Regions from separate parts of the Triticum aestivum genome. Here region 2 is linked to region 1. The links are chromatin contacts, called in public Hi-C maps. All regions are on one chromosome and are shown on one strand. The core of a region is the stretch at or near the end of the contact, and the rest is flanking DNA. Distances in the headings are between cores, read along the strand shown. Region 1 holds the start of LOC123187749 (ATP synthase mitochondrial F1 complex assembly factor 2). Region 2 holds the start of LOC123184888 (probable carboxylesterase 18).

Evidence for each region. A called contact is a pair of places that touch in the nucleus more often than the background predicts.
Region 2: a Hi-C map of leaf shows a contact between it and region 1, with 5 times the contacts expected there. The contact joins the promoter of LOC123184888 here to the promoter of LOC123187749 in region 1. A contact is called at or near these places in 4 of 5 Hi-C or Micro-C datasets (leaf and an unstated tissue) and 1 of 1 datasets of contacts at active chromatin or transcription factors (leaf).

What each region holds. Positions count from the first base shown.
Region 1 is chr2A:92,760,613-92,768,094 of IWGSC CS RefSeq v2.1, forward strand. LOC123187749 (ATP synthase mitochondrial F1 complex assembly factor 2) reads left to right here and starts at 3,811. Exons shown (of 4, transcript XM_044599674.1): 1 at 3,811-4,212; 2 at 5,613-5,787; 3 at 5,942-6,219; 4 at 6,314-6,696. The coding sequence starts at 3,844. The coding sequence ends at 6,421. LOC123187748 (bZIP transcription factor 60) reads right to left here and starts at 3,580. Exons shown (of 2, transcript XM_044599673.1): 1 at 2,130-3,580; 2 at 1-216. The coding sequence starts at 3,426.
Region 2 is chr2A:93,021,310-93,028,791 of IWGSC CS RefSeq v2.1, forward strand. It overlaps LOC123184888 (probable carboxylesterase 18), which reads left to right and starts at 2,863. Exons shown (of 1, transcript XM_044596929.1): 1 at 2,863-4,252. The coding sequence starts at 2,994. The coding sequence ends at 4,055.

The sequences.
Region 1 (7,482 bases), core at 2,561-5,060:
GGTGATCGGTGTGGTTGGACGTTGAACCTTTTAGGGGAACGGCCATGGAATGTAAAATCCTTCTGTTCTTGACCTTATCGGACTGACTGGAGGTGAGGTTCTCCGTGGAGTTATGTGATGCGTTGTGCATACCACTGGAGTAGACAGGAACAATGGTGGTCGGCGATATATCAAACTGGAACACTTCGGTGCACATTCCGGAGCTCAACATAGGACCTGAAAAAAAATGGGAAGGAATAACTTTCAGCAAATGAAGAAGGAAACTACTTGCAGTAACAGTGTACAATTGAATTCAACTGTTCAAAAGCTACTGAGATAGCACACACTTCTTCCTACAGGATCAAATCCCTAATGTCAAGCTACAATTCAGTTCTTCACAAATATATGTATAGTTGTACAATGGCAACTGAGATAGCACATCACATTGCTACTCAATTCGGGTGTCACAACTACATACACAAAACCGGCAGAAATTAGCAAACTAACAAAAAACATGCTATTGGTACAGTCAATTACATGCTCTATCAAGCCCAGCTAATCATTTTACACTGGGTTTCGCCAGAGTATAGATTGCACCGGTACGAATACGCGTATCAGTATCAGGGCAATACAGATACATGAATATGTCATTTCTGAAAAGTGTCAATACGGGGATACATTTGACTATTTTTGAAAATAATATAAAAAGTATGTTATCAATTAAGCACCAAGCCATTTAGCATATATTTAGTCAGTGCAATCCATTATCTTCCATCATCTTATCCATGATTCCAACAAAAGCAAGAACCAACAGCCAAAGGATAACAGCAATTTACCAAACATAAAAGTTCAGTTAGATACAAAGGGAGGAGGAGGAGGAGGAGGAAATCAACAGTCTTCCATTAGATAGAATTCTATAGGATAGTGGGGGGAAGGGGAGCAGGAGCACCGGGGGAGCCTTCCACCGGCACTACTAGAGCTTGAGAAGTATCGGGGACGTAACGGGAAAGAATCAGTATCGGATACGGTATCCGATACGGATACACTGGTTGCTGGAAGTATCAGTGTTTTCTTCCGTCAGACTCTGTCAGAGCTTTCATCAATGACGAGTCAAATTTATAATACCACAATAGTCCACAAACCATCAATGTTGTATGTTAAAAGCAACCAATCGGAAGCAACAACTATCAGCAAATGAAGGAACAGACTAGTTGCAGTAACTAACTGCTGTTAATGACAGGTTTAATTGAATTAAACTGGACAAAGGCAACTGAGATGGCACCTATTTTTCCTACAAGAATAAATCCCTAATGTCAAGCTACAATTCGATTTTCTAGAAATTTTCTATAAATACATGTGTAACTGTACAATTGCAAGTGAGATAGCACATCACATATCTCAATGCAAACAATTTAGAAATGTATGCCACCCAATTTGGACAACTAAATACACAGAAATGACGGAACTTAAGGAAAAACATGCTACTGGTACAGTCAATTACATGCTCTATCATGTTCAACTAAGCATTTTACATTGGGTTAGTCAAATTATTTCAAGAGCAATGAAGTTTTAGGGACATGCTAAATTTATATATGCTGCATCAGTCCACAAGTAATATTGTACTCCCTCCGTAAAGTAATATAAGAGCGTTTAGAATACTAAAGTAGTGATCTAAACGCTCTTATATTAGTTTACAGAGGGAGTATGTTATAACATGCATACTGATACTGCGTCCATGCACGAGCACATGTTGTGTAATATGCTGCATTAGCAATTGTTGCAACTGCACAAGGCAATAATACACCAAACATAAACTCTTGGAATGCGTTCATTGACCAAGTGACATAACCATATAAGCCCATGATCGCCTCGTTATCCATACTAAATGGTAACCACTTTTCAAGTTGTCTACTGATCGAAACAGAGGCATCCACTAGATAATATTTCCAGAAAATTGCCACCCTTATGTTGGCTAAGTTACTTGCAAACATAAAAACATTATCTATTAGGAAGTTGCATCAGCTAGTGACTGCTACATTCGTATCAAGGTCACAGTATGATAACAAGTATAAAACCGACATGGCACACACACACATGAGTAATTTGTTTTTCAAATCTAAAGCACTATGCAACTTTTGTAGCATCCTTACCTGACATTGCTTCACTAAACCATTGTGGCAGTAATTCATCATCGTCTCTGTATATGCTTCCATCTCCAGGAGGTAAAGCCATCAGTTTATTTTTTATTGCTTTAGCAGATTCCATGACTTCTCCAGAATTCAACTGAGCAACATGGCCAGGAATTGCCAAACTAGTATCTTCTTGTCCTTGGTTACATGAAGTCTTCCCATCAGAGTGACACATGCGCGAAGAGGCTTTCTCACTCGCAACAACAGACCGGATAACCAAATTTCCATTGATCTTGACATGCTTCCCATTCCTAGGAATATACAACAACGCCGGGAGCGTCTCACTTGAATTATGCGGCAACTTCGAATCAACACCTTCCAAGACACCATCTCGAGGCCCGTCAACAGCCAGAACCCTCCCATGACGTGATTGTGATGGACCAAGCACAATTCCTTCTCGGGAATCAACTGCTCCATACATCCGATTTACCGCAGGAACCAAACACCCACAGAGCATCATCAGGAACAGCAATCCAAGGAGGCTAACACTAGCAACCTTCTTGGTCTTCCTAGACTTCTTGGCCGGTGGCTCTGCGGCAGCCGACGCAGGCTGCTTGGTTTTCAGCCGAGGTATCGGCATGAGCGGCACTTGGGAGCCGTGCGCTCCCATCGCATAAGCCGGGTGCATCCATGGCAGCGGCAAAGGGTACAATCCAGGGTACATCGGCAGCGGCGGCGGGACGCCTGCGCCACCGGCACCGGCCAGTTGCTGCTTGAGAGCGGCGTTCTCAGCCGTGACGCAGGAGATCCTGGTGGAGAGGTCGGCGATGGTGGCCTGCATGGCCTTGACCTTCCCCTCCAGCTCCTCCACGTACTGCTTCTTCCTCTGCCGCGACAGGTGTGCGCTCTCCCTGTTCCGCACCAGCCGCGCCCGCCGCTTGTCGTCCTCACCCTCCCCGTTCATAGCCTTGCCGTCGCTTCCAGCGCTCGCGCTCCTGGAAGACGTCTCCGAGGACTCGTCGTTCTTCAGGCCGCCGTCCGCTCCGGCACCGGAGCCGGAGGAGGAGTCCCCTGCCCCGCCCGGCGACCCGGCCGAGGAGGAGGACGTGGCGAGCGGCGGCGGCGGCGACGGGAGCTGCACGTCGTCGGTGGGGAGGAGGTCGAGGTCGAGGTCGAAGTCGAAGTCGATGTCCAGATCGTCGAGATCGAAGCCGTCCAGGGCGAAGGCGTCGTCGTCCCCGACGGGGCCGTGCGGGAACTCCGGCAGGTCGTCGGGGAAGGGCAGGTCCGCGAAGGGGGACGCCTCCGCGATGGCCATGGCGCGAGATCCGGTCACGGCGAGCGCATGCGCGACGGCGGGGCGGCCGGTCGGGGTCCTGGATCTCGCGCGGCGCGGTCGCCGTAGCGTGCAGGGTTTGCAATGTGGGAAGGGAAGGGAAAGGAAAGGCAGGAACTGCAGCTGGGGAATTCGGTCCGAGTCGCTGGTCGCCTCTTTGGCGTCGTCGAGACGAACCGGACCCACCATGCGCGGCCGCGTGGGGGCGGTGGGGCCTAAGTCAGACGCCAGACGCGTCTGGAACGTTCTCCGGGCCTCCTTGATGGGCCTGCATGGGCCAGAGAGCAGCCTGCTGGGTTTACAAATGGGCCGGGTTCGTTGACGGGCTGGAATTACTTTTGTAGGGTACTACAGATTGGGAGAGTGAAGGCCCAGGTGAAGCGGCGACCAGGCAGAGGAATGGCGACCATACTCGCGGGCCGCCGCCTGCTCCTCCTGCGGCGATGCGCGGCCGGGCGGCGGCTGCTGGGCACGGCGGCGGAGGCGTCTCCGGGCGGGGAGGAGGCGGGGGGCGAGGCGATCTACGTGAGGAAGCCCTCGTCCTCGTCGACGCGGGACGAGACCTCGGTGTCCATGCCCATGTCGTTCATGACGGGGTCCGTGGTGGGGAAGCGCTTCTACCGCGACGCCACCGTGCGCCGCGCCGACGACGGCAACGGGTGGACGGTCATGCTCGACTACCGCACCCTCAAGACGCCCGCCAAGCGCCCGCTCAAGCTGCACTCGCGCACGCTCGCCATGGCCGTCGCCGCCGAGTGGGAGTACCAGGTCTTGACCCCATTGCCTCTCCTCCTCTCTTCTCCTTCCTGTTCTGTTGTTTGGGATCACTAGGGTTCTGTATTATGGTGAATTATGTGAAGATTTAGTGAAATTTCATTCTATTTTACATTTAAAATGCACCGAATCTAGGTTTTCATCGTACTATTTAGTGCCGCGACTGAATTGCTTTTAATATTCTCATTTCTTCCCCTTTATCGTGTCATGAGCAGTTCTAACTGATCAAAATGGTCGTTTGGCTATAAGTAGAAGGAAACAAGTAAACAGTACTCAAAATGCAGTCCATCAGCATAGATCTGTTGCATTTATGCATAACGGGTAGTTCATTGCCTTCTGTGGAGAATAGAGCACCTTAGAGTTGAATTTGCACCTCCGATCTCTAGAGAGGCAACAGAGGTTGAAAATGAAACTAAAGCAAAACTCAATATGGCGGATGAAATCGCAAAATATAAGTTGGTTTTGACATGTTTTTGTTAATTCACTATTTTTTGTGTCATGAGCAGTTGTAAGATGCCTGTATGGTTATTTGGGAAGAAAGTAAAAATGGTACAGTAATGCAGAATGCGCAGTTCATTGCCTACTGTGGGGAATATAGAGTATAATTTGTTTGGTGTCAAAAAGTGGTAGGAAACCAATCATGTTCATAGCACATTGTAGAGTTGAGTATTCATTTCTGATCTCTAGAGAGGCAATAGAGGTTGAAAATGAAATAAAGCCTCAATATGGCCAATGAAATTGAACAATATAACTTGGTATTCACATGTTTGTTACTTTGCTCTTTTTTGTGTCATGAGCAGTTCTAAAATGCCTGTATGGTTGTTCGGCAAGAAAGTAAAAAGGAAATAAATATTAGTGTTTGCAATATAATATGTTGGTGTACGTTAGTTGTGTTATGCAGAATGTGCAGTTCATTGTCTTCTTTGGAGAATAGAGCACATTATAGTGTCTTCTGATCTCTAGAGGCAGAGAGGTTGAAAATGAACATTCCCACTGTCAGCTCCTCGAATAAAATTAGAACAAGGCCCATATGGCCGATGTACCCTCAGTATGTCATCTCTTATACACATCATAAATAGTACGCATATGCTGCAGTAGCTGAATTTAAGGAGAACTAGTGGTTTGATAGTTTTTACTTAGTTAAGCGAATCTATGTTTTTGCATGGCTGAGTTGCAGCTTCAAATGTTCCCCACTGTAACTTATAACGTGCAAGCTACTAGAGTTGTTACAATTTTGAACAACTTGCTTTTTTTGGTCTGCTGCTCATCTACCACCCTGTAGGAATGTGGGATTGTATCTGAAATAACTTTTATGGAAAAAAATGTTTCGTGTATTTAATTCCATACTTTCTAGATCAATGGGTACTGGTACTGAAAGTTCCTTATTTTCATAGGAACAAGATGGAATCCGGCCTTTTACGATGCCTCTTATGAAGCTTGCTTGTACTGCACTGGAGAGAGTTCCGCTGACACGAACGAAAATAATTAGCAATTTGATGCAAAAATTCCATCAAGATTTGGTATTTTGCCGCTCACCTGCCGATGATGAACTTACCAAAGGAGTTTATGGTAATGTACCAAAAGAATTTCTCATAAGTTGGTGCAGTTGTTGTGCTCCAACATGAGTGAACTGGTTTCAGGCTACTTAGATCCATACAATTAAGTTGCAGATGCTCTGTGTCATTTGCACCGATTTCTCATGCTTTCTTACTTTTATGTGCAGAAAAACAGAAGGAGAAAATTGACCCAATACTGGACTGGGTCAACTCTGAGTTTGGGGTCAAGCCTGTTGTGTACACAAGTTTCTTAGGAGGGAAGCAGGATGAGCGGCTAGCTAAGGCTGTAGAAACCGTTCTGAAGGATGCAAATGATTATGAGCTGGCATCTATTGATGCTATGGCCGCAGCAGCCCATTCCCTGGTAATCCCTCTCGCAATATTTAGAGGAAAGTTGGGAGTTGATGAATCCATTGAGCTAATCAGGCTTGAAGAAGATCACCAGGTGTGATATCGCAACCATTTTGTTTCTTCACTTGACTTTTTTCTTTTCTTCTCTTTGCTTCTGTCTTATGGTCTTTATTGTTCCATAACCCCAGGTCGATCGATGGGGCTTGGTTGAAGGAGGCCATGATGTTGATATTGCGGACCTTAAAGTCCAGATGTCATCGGCTGTTGTGTTCCTTCAACTTTCATGGCTGAAGTAACCTTTTGATCGATGATAATCTGCGTAATTGTTTCTGCTTTTTTTTCTTGAGCTTGTATCATGAAGAGTTGTAGAATAATAATTAGCCGCAGATGGTTAAGAGAAAACAAAGTACCGGTATTCAACAGGTGCTGATGCTGAACTCTTGATTAAACAGAGCTCAGTGTGTTATGTTAGCAAGGGTGTATGAAAATCCAACATCCTTTTCTGGATCCCAGTGGTCTCTGGTTATGAAGGGTAAAATGCAATCAATAGCAGAATTCTGGTTTGGTGTGATGAGGACTGCAGCAGCAGAACAATGCCAGCGCTGCATCGTCGGTCGTTTCGGACCATGCTGTACCAAATGGCTGCCGATTTCTGAATGTGTAAAACACTGCAGCACAATTTTCCAGTTTATATAAGATGTAATAAATTATTGATGTGAACTAAACTGAAACGAGTGTGAAGTTAGATAACCCCATGCTACGGCTGGTGTGCCGTGGTTTTCTATCTAAGGTGTGTACGTCCTAGTTATTGATGTGAAAGAATACCAAGGGCCTCCTAGTTCCAGGGAGAAGTGGAAGAAAAATGTAGGAATATATTCTTTTTTCCTATGTTGATACTATGTATACGTTTATTCAAAGGAAAAGGGCAAAGAAAGCATAGATACTTTTTTCCTTCGATCTCACTTTCAAAGGAAAAACACGGGAAATCTAACATCGACAAGGAGCTATTTTTGAATTTCCGTGTGCACGAAGAACAGGACTAGTTACATATTTTTATGTTGTGGTTTGATTTTTATTTGACCATATTTACTAGTATTTTTTTTAGAATTTTTTTCATTCAAATCACGAAACAGTACAAAGTAGTTGACCCTTACAAGCATACTGAAATGCAAACACAAAGGACCATGAACACCTAGAGTACCCTAAGACAACTATAACACAAGAAGATCTCCGAAGCCCTATGTCATCATTCCTGAATCTTGAGAGAAGACCCCGGCAACAGAAGGTCAGCAACCAGGTGCAAGCAGGTCATCATCTTCGACCACGGTACAATTGCCATCACGCTGCTTCCTCCTTT
Region 2 (7,482 bases), core at 1,613-4,112, 260 kb after region 1:
ACATAACTCACGGCGGTGCACTCTGATTTGCGCGGCACGAGCACGTGCACGTGCGTTGTTGTTGGCAGCTGTACCCTGTCGAAATATCTCCATCTACCGTGATACACATTGTCCTCCATTGCTAGCTGTGCCCACACACGTCTTCTTCTCCACGTACGGGACCATGGCGATGGCAGCCTCGACAGTCACCAATCATGCAAGTACTCCCTCCGTAAACTAATATAAGAGCGTTTAGATCACTATTTTAGTAATCTAAACACTCTTATATTAGTTTACAGAGGGAGTACGAGCGAAGAAAGATCACCAAAACGATACGTACGTGACCCGGAGCCCGCACCTACCGTCGCGTTCGGCCGATGTCGCCAAATCGCCATTGCTGCTACCACATCCGTACATGCCCCCTCGTAGTGTCTGGCCATCTGCGCCCTGCGTGTCGCTCGCACTGCCGGCTGGAAAATCTGAGAGAAGATAAGGAGGGTCCAGCGAGCGAGCTAGCAGCTAGGAGTAGTAGCAGAGGCAATGCCACTGCGGTGTTCGGCTATCTGGGACCTGCTAGTCGCTGCAGAGTTAATTACACGGAAATATCATCAGTGTCAGTATCAAGTCTGAAGCTAGTAATTATTAAAAAGTCTAAATTGTGTATAAACGTGTATTGACGGTGTGTCTGACCAGTGGAGCACGTCCGGCAGGTGTCAACGTGCCATGTCTTTTGCAGAAAACCCCCTTGCTTTCTATGTAATCACATAGATGCCCAATTTTTTGCGAGAAAAAGGCTCCTGAAAGACTTTTTCTTCGTTCGCAATTTTCACCACCGAGTCGGACTGGTTTGAAAATTTCCGTCCACTTGCACAAGTAAATAGAACAACAGAAAAACAAGGCGCTGGGGCCTGCCCGTCAGGTGTCAATGTGACATGTCTTTTGCAGAAAACTCCCTTGCTTTCTATGTAATCACATAGACGCCCAATTTCCTGAGAGGCTTTTTTTCGTCCGCAATTTTCACCATCGAATCAGACTGGTTTGAAAATTTCCGTCCACTTCCACAAATAAATAGAACAACAGAAAAACAAGGCGACCTACCGTATAGATGCGTCGCGCGCTAACAAATATGACACCGCGGAGCACGCATTGTACTACAGGCGTCATTTCTTTTATACTATGCAAAAAACTCTGGGCCGGCCCACCGAGGCCTGCATATCTTTTTTCTTTTCGGACTTAACTGGCACGCGTGCTGGGCTCGTTCGTTGCCCAGATTTATATTCCTTTCATTTCTCTTATGCTTTCATAATGCGCGGTGAACTTTTTTTGATCTATGGTGAACATTTTCTTAATACACAAAGAGTTTCAAGAATATTATGATTACAATTTTTTATTTATATTGAATATTAAGGTGAATATTTTATTAATACATGGTGAATTTTTTGTATTTCAAAAAAAGTTCAGCATGTATTAAAAACTTATTGCGTAAAATCATTCTAGCATTTCCAGAAACACGTTTATATTTTTAATAAAAGTTGAACAGTTTTAATTCATTTCTAAAATTTATTATGATTACACAATTATTTTTAATACAGGTTGTCAACTTTTTCTTTACAAACGGTTAACATTTTTTCCATTATAATGAACGTTGACCATATTTTAAATGCAATTTGAACATTTTTGTAATATAGGTTGATCAATTTTCTTAAAATAGATGAACATTTTACTTAATGTAGCAGTGATTGTTTTGTAATTTATGGTGAACATTGTCTTAATACACGATGAGTTTCAAGAATATTATGGTGAATATGTTCTTAATACATGGTGAAATTTTTGTATTTCAAAAAATGTTCAGCATGTATTAAAAACTTATTGTGCAAAATCATTCTTGCATTTCCAGAAACACGTTGATCTTTTAATAAAAGTTGAACAGTGTTAATGCATTTATAAAGTTTATTATGATTACAAAATTATTTGTAATACATGTTCTGTGGCATGTTTCTAAAATTTAATGCATTTAATATCATATTTCAATTTTAATGCATTGAATGCAAGAATGATTAAGAATCGGGGCAAAAAGTTCTTGAAACTCATCCTGTATTAATAAAATGTTCACCATAAATTTAAAAAGGTTCACTATGCATTATGTAAAATGTTCACCATATCTTAAGAAAAAAATTCAACATAAATCACAAAAATATTCAATTTGCATTTAAAATATGTTCAATGGATATTACCAAAAAATCATTTTATTAAGAAAATGTTAACCGGTTGTAAAGAAATGTTCATCTTGCATTGAAAAATGTTCACTATAAGCAGAAAAAGTGCTCAGCGTACATTAAAAAAATGTTCATGCGTATTTGAAAGCATAAGAGAAATGAAAGGAATAGTAATCGGGGCAACGAACGAGCCCAGCACGCGGGCAAGTTAAGTGCGAAATGAAAAGAAAAATGCAGACATCGGTGGGCTGGCCCAGCGTTTGCGTCATACTCTATCCGTATTTAAACAAATCTAAAATAAGAATTTTGGGACGAAGAGAGAAATACAAAAGAGTAGACGCATGCACTACAACGCTAGCTCGTGTGTGGCTTGGTTGTTAGCGCGCGAGCTCTCAGGAGCCTTTTTCTCACAAAATAAGAGGGTTTTTTTGCAAAAGAACATGCCGTGTCGGCACCTGACAAGCGGGTCCAGCTGGTCAGATACATTGTCAATACATGTTTATACGCGGATTAGACTTTTTGCAACTATCAGCCTCCTGACATGTAAAAATTAGCAAAAATGATACCAATGTACATGTAATGTCTTAATTGTGGTACTCTATCGGTTTCAAAATAGAGTCAAAATAGTTGAGTCATTTATTTTGAAATTTTGAAACGGAGAAAGTACTTGTGTACAATTAACTCGTGGCTGCATGACGCGGACGTTGTCTTTGTCACTGTAGTGATGACAGACACAAACACCGGCAGAAGAATCGATAAAGGCAGAGGCCGAGCTAGCCCCCCAGCGCAACGGAGAGAATGGCCAGCGACGTCGCGCGCAGGGAGCTCCGGGCGCGCGTGGTGGCGATGCCGTGGGCGGTGCGTCTCCAGCTGCGCGCGCTCGAGGCCGCCGTCGACGCCACGCAGCGCCGGGACGGCACCGTCAACCGCTTCCTCTTCTCGCTGCTCGTGGACCGCCAGGCGCCCGCCAACCCCGCGCGCGCCGACGCCGGGGGCGTCCGCTCCGTGGACGTCACCGTCGACGCGTCCACCGGCGTGCGGGCCCGCGTCTACTTTACGGCCGGGGCGGGGGCGGAGGCAGACGCGTCGCCGCGCCCCGTGATCGTCTACTTCCACGGCGGCGGCTTCACGGTGTTCTCCGCGGCCACCCGGCCCTACGACGCGCTCTGCCGCACCATGTGCCGCGAGACGGGCGCCGTCGTCGTGTCCGTGACCTACCGCCTCGCGCCCGAGCACCGCTACCCCGCGGCCTACGACGACGGGGAGGCCGCCCTCCGGTACCTCGCCACCACCGGCCTGCCCGCCGAGGTCCCCGTCCGCGTCGACCTCTCCCGCTGCTTCCTCGCCGGCGACAGCGCCGGCGCCAACATCGCGCACCACGTGGCCCAGCGCTGGACGGCGGCACCCGCGACAACGCCTCCAGCCGTCCACCTCGCCGGCCTCCTGCTCCTGTCCTCCTACTTCGGCGGAGAGGACCGGACCGAGTCGGAGCAAGCGCTGGAGGGCGTGGCCCCGATCGTGAACCTCCGCCGGTCCGACTTCTGGTGGAAGGCGTACTTGCCGGAGGGCGCCGACCGAAACCACCCGGCCGCGCACGTGACGGGCGAGGCCGGCCCGGAGCCGGAGCTGCCGGATGCGTTCCCGCGGGCGATGGTGGTCGTCGGCGGGCTCGACCCGCTCCAGGACTGGGGGAGGCGGTACGCCGGCATGCTGCGCCGGAAGGGCAAGGAGGTGCGCGTGGTGGAGTTCACGGAGGCTGTACACGCCTTCTACTTCTTCCCGGCGCTGCCCGAGACCGGCAAGCTCGTCGCGGAGATCTCGGCGTTCGTGGAGAGCACCGCGCCGAGCTCGACCGCCTAGAGAACTAGAGACGATGATTAGGACAACTCGTCGTGGATCTCGTACGTCCCCGTCTCTGCTGATGTTATATTGTTGGCTGATAGCCTATTTCACTGTCGAAGTCGCTGCGAGCAGCCGCGTCTGTTAAATTATTACACTGTGGTGTATAAGTTCGAGTTGCCATCTCGATATTTTCTTTGTGCAACATGTGGCATGGGTGATGGGGACATGGCAGTGATGGCACCTAATGTTAGAGAATACTACTAGTTCATATCTAAATTTAGGCACACAAAACCCATAACCTCAAACAATTTATCTAATTTACATCTAGATTATTTTTAAGTATGTCACATCTGATCTTTCACAAATATATAATGCATCAACAAGAAATAAAAAAACTAAGACAAAAAAATACCACTAATAGAGTGAACATCAACTTAGATGTAACATAATTATGTCACATCTAGATGTGTCCTAGACAAACTCAACCTCAAATCCCAAACCCCGAAACAAAATATCAAGCTTTAATTCGTGCAGATTTGCTATATCTTTGATGAGCAATGCTGCACCTAGTTTCGCAAAAAAGAAACAATGTTGCACCCAGAAAGAGACGTAGGTGTACCACATGTACCTATGCTTAACAAAAACATAGGTGTACCATATTTTATCTTAAATGACCGAAAAGTTTTCTTTCTTTTTTTATAAAATTAATAATCCTACACCTACGAAGGAAGTTACGTGACACTCCATCACTAATTCTCTTTTCCCTCCTGATTTTCGGGGGGGTGAGCCTCTCCTCGACCTAGTCCCAATCACAATCTGCCGATTGGCTAACCGCGTAAGATTTTCGTAACTCCCTAGGTAGATGTAGCATTGCTCATAAATAAAAGGCAGTGCTAGGTGTCGGCGGGTCTTATAGCCATCTAATCTGGCACCTTCCCCCTTCCTGAGTCGTCTTCAATCTCCGACGTGTGCGCTTCCGCCCCTCTGCCCCACGCACCTCTACCCCTCTGCCCCACGCGCCTTCGCCTTCGTGCGCAGCTCCGCGAGGGCGACGGTCGCCGCTCGCATCCGACACCATACAACCCCTCTGCCGCTCGCACCCGACGCCTCACAACCCCCTCGTGCAGCTCCGCCTCAACCTGATTGCAACGCCGTCATAGATCGGGTGCAACTCCTGCCATTTACGCTCCATGGATGTAGCAGCGCCGCCCGCCGTCAAAGCTTGCTACACGAATTGCGTGGTCCACGACCACCAGTAAAATAATAATTGAATGGATGTAGCAAAATACATCGCCTATAGTAGCAAAAAACATCGACGGTTGCAACAAAACAAAAAATGTCGCCGCCGTCGCAGGGCGAGCTCCGCTCGCATGGATGTGGCAAAAAAGGTCGCCCGTAGTAGCAAAACAACGATACGGTTGCAGCAAAAACTTTTGCCTCCTCGCTGGTCGTAGATTTTCCCCTCGTCGACTGAAGCTTTTCACACATACGATTGAAGCATTCTCTATCATGGTTGCAACTTTTCTAATTGCCCGGTGTCTGGTTGTAGCTTTCTCTCTCAATAGTTGGAGCTTTTCTCAACTATGGTCAAAGTTTTTCTATCAATGGTTGCACCTATTTCTTTTTTTAAGCAACGCTTGGTTAAGGCTTTCTCTGATGTTTCAATTGAAGGTTTTTGATCGAAGGCTTGTAGCATTTTATGTTGACGGTTGTAGCTTTCTGCGTTGGCACTGATCGCTTGTAGCTTTCTCTACATCCCGTTGAAGCTTTTTATCTAGGGTTTGAAGCTTTTTTGTAAGCGGTTGCAGCATGAAGGCGCATGGCTGTCTGCGATGCCTCCATCGCCGTCCATTGCCCCATGGCGGAGCGATTCAGGGAAGAGTGAGCCTATGGTCGCGTCTTTGTGCAAGCGGCGGCGTCGCCAGGGGGTGTGTGCGTGGCCATGACTTGGCGCCGGAGGAAGTGGCCGGCCTGTCATGGCCATGACTTGTACCCGGTCGCGTGTTGTAGCAGCTCGCTAGCGAGCAGTTCCCGCAGAGGCCAGGGGAGAGCGAGCCGGTGGGGGAGGAATGCGAGTGGAGGAGAAAGAGACAAGGTGGGGAGGGAACAACAAAGAGATAAGGTGGGGCCAGCACGTGCTCATGCCATACGATTCCCTCCAACGTCTCACGTGCGTCGACCCAAAGTTCAGCCGGTGCGTCAGGTACAAACGTATTCCTAAGAAAAAGCTTTGTTGCATGCACCACGATCAACTCAAACTCTGAGTAATACTAGACCTACTTAAAGTAAGAGCATCTCCAACAGCCGCGCTAAACTAGCGCCGCGCCGCAAATTAGGCCGTTTTAGCGCGTGCGCAACGCAGCGGGTCGCTTCAGCGGGCGCGCAAAAACGGCGCGCGCGCTATAACGGGTTGGGCGCGCGGTTGAAAACACTTACCCGCGCGGCGTATTTCGGGCGCCCGCTACAGCGCGCGGCACACTCCAGCGCTCGCGCCCGCACTTCCTCTCTCACTTCCACCCCCCGTCCGGCCGCGCCGCCGCCGCCGCCCGCGCCCCCCGGCGACCGTTCAGGCTTCCCCGGCCTATCCCCGCGCGCCCGCGCTTCCGCCCCATCCCCTCCTAGTCCCGCCGGCGCTCGCGCGCCTTCGTCGTCTGAGGAACAGCGCCCGAGCGCTCGCTGCCGCGCCGCGCCCGCAAGGTGTTTGACAAAACGCCTACAAGGTATGTATTGCTCAAACTTCATGAATTTGATGCATGTTTGAATTGTAGTTCTTATAGTATAGTATTGAACATTGTAGATGAGTTCGTCGTATGATTCTTCCGAAGAAGAATTGATATGGAAGAGGAGGAAGATCTTGCAATGATCCTAGCTATGCATATATAAAAAACCGAAGCACGGTGGTTCGGTTATGGGTCGGCAGAAAATTTGGAGGGATAGGATCGATGCCCACAACAGATTGATCAGGCATTATTTTGCGTAGAATCCCATATACCCCGAGTCGTATTTTCGTCGCCGGTTTAGGATGAGCACTGAGTTGTTCAGGCGCATTGCAGAGAAACTAGCCAGCCATGACCATTTTTTTCAGCAAAGGAGGAATGCCGCCGGAGAGCTCGGGCATAGCACCTTTCAGAAGGTGATAGCCGCTTTGCGTATGTTGGCATACGGTATACTGGCTGATCTTGTTGATGATCACTTGGCTATGGGTGAGAGCCAAGCCATCGTGTGTGTCAAGCGCTTTGCAGTGGGAATTGTGCAAGTGTTTGGCGAGGAGTATTTGAGATCTCCTAATGCTGAAGACGTCGCAAGGCTATTGGCGATGAACAAAGCTCGCGGTTTTCCTGGCATGCTTGGCTCAATAGATTGCATGCATTGGAGTTAGAAGAATTGTCCAAAGGCATGGCATGGGCAATTCCACGGCCAAAAAAAGGGTTCCACTATAATCTTT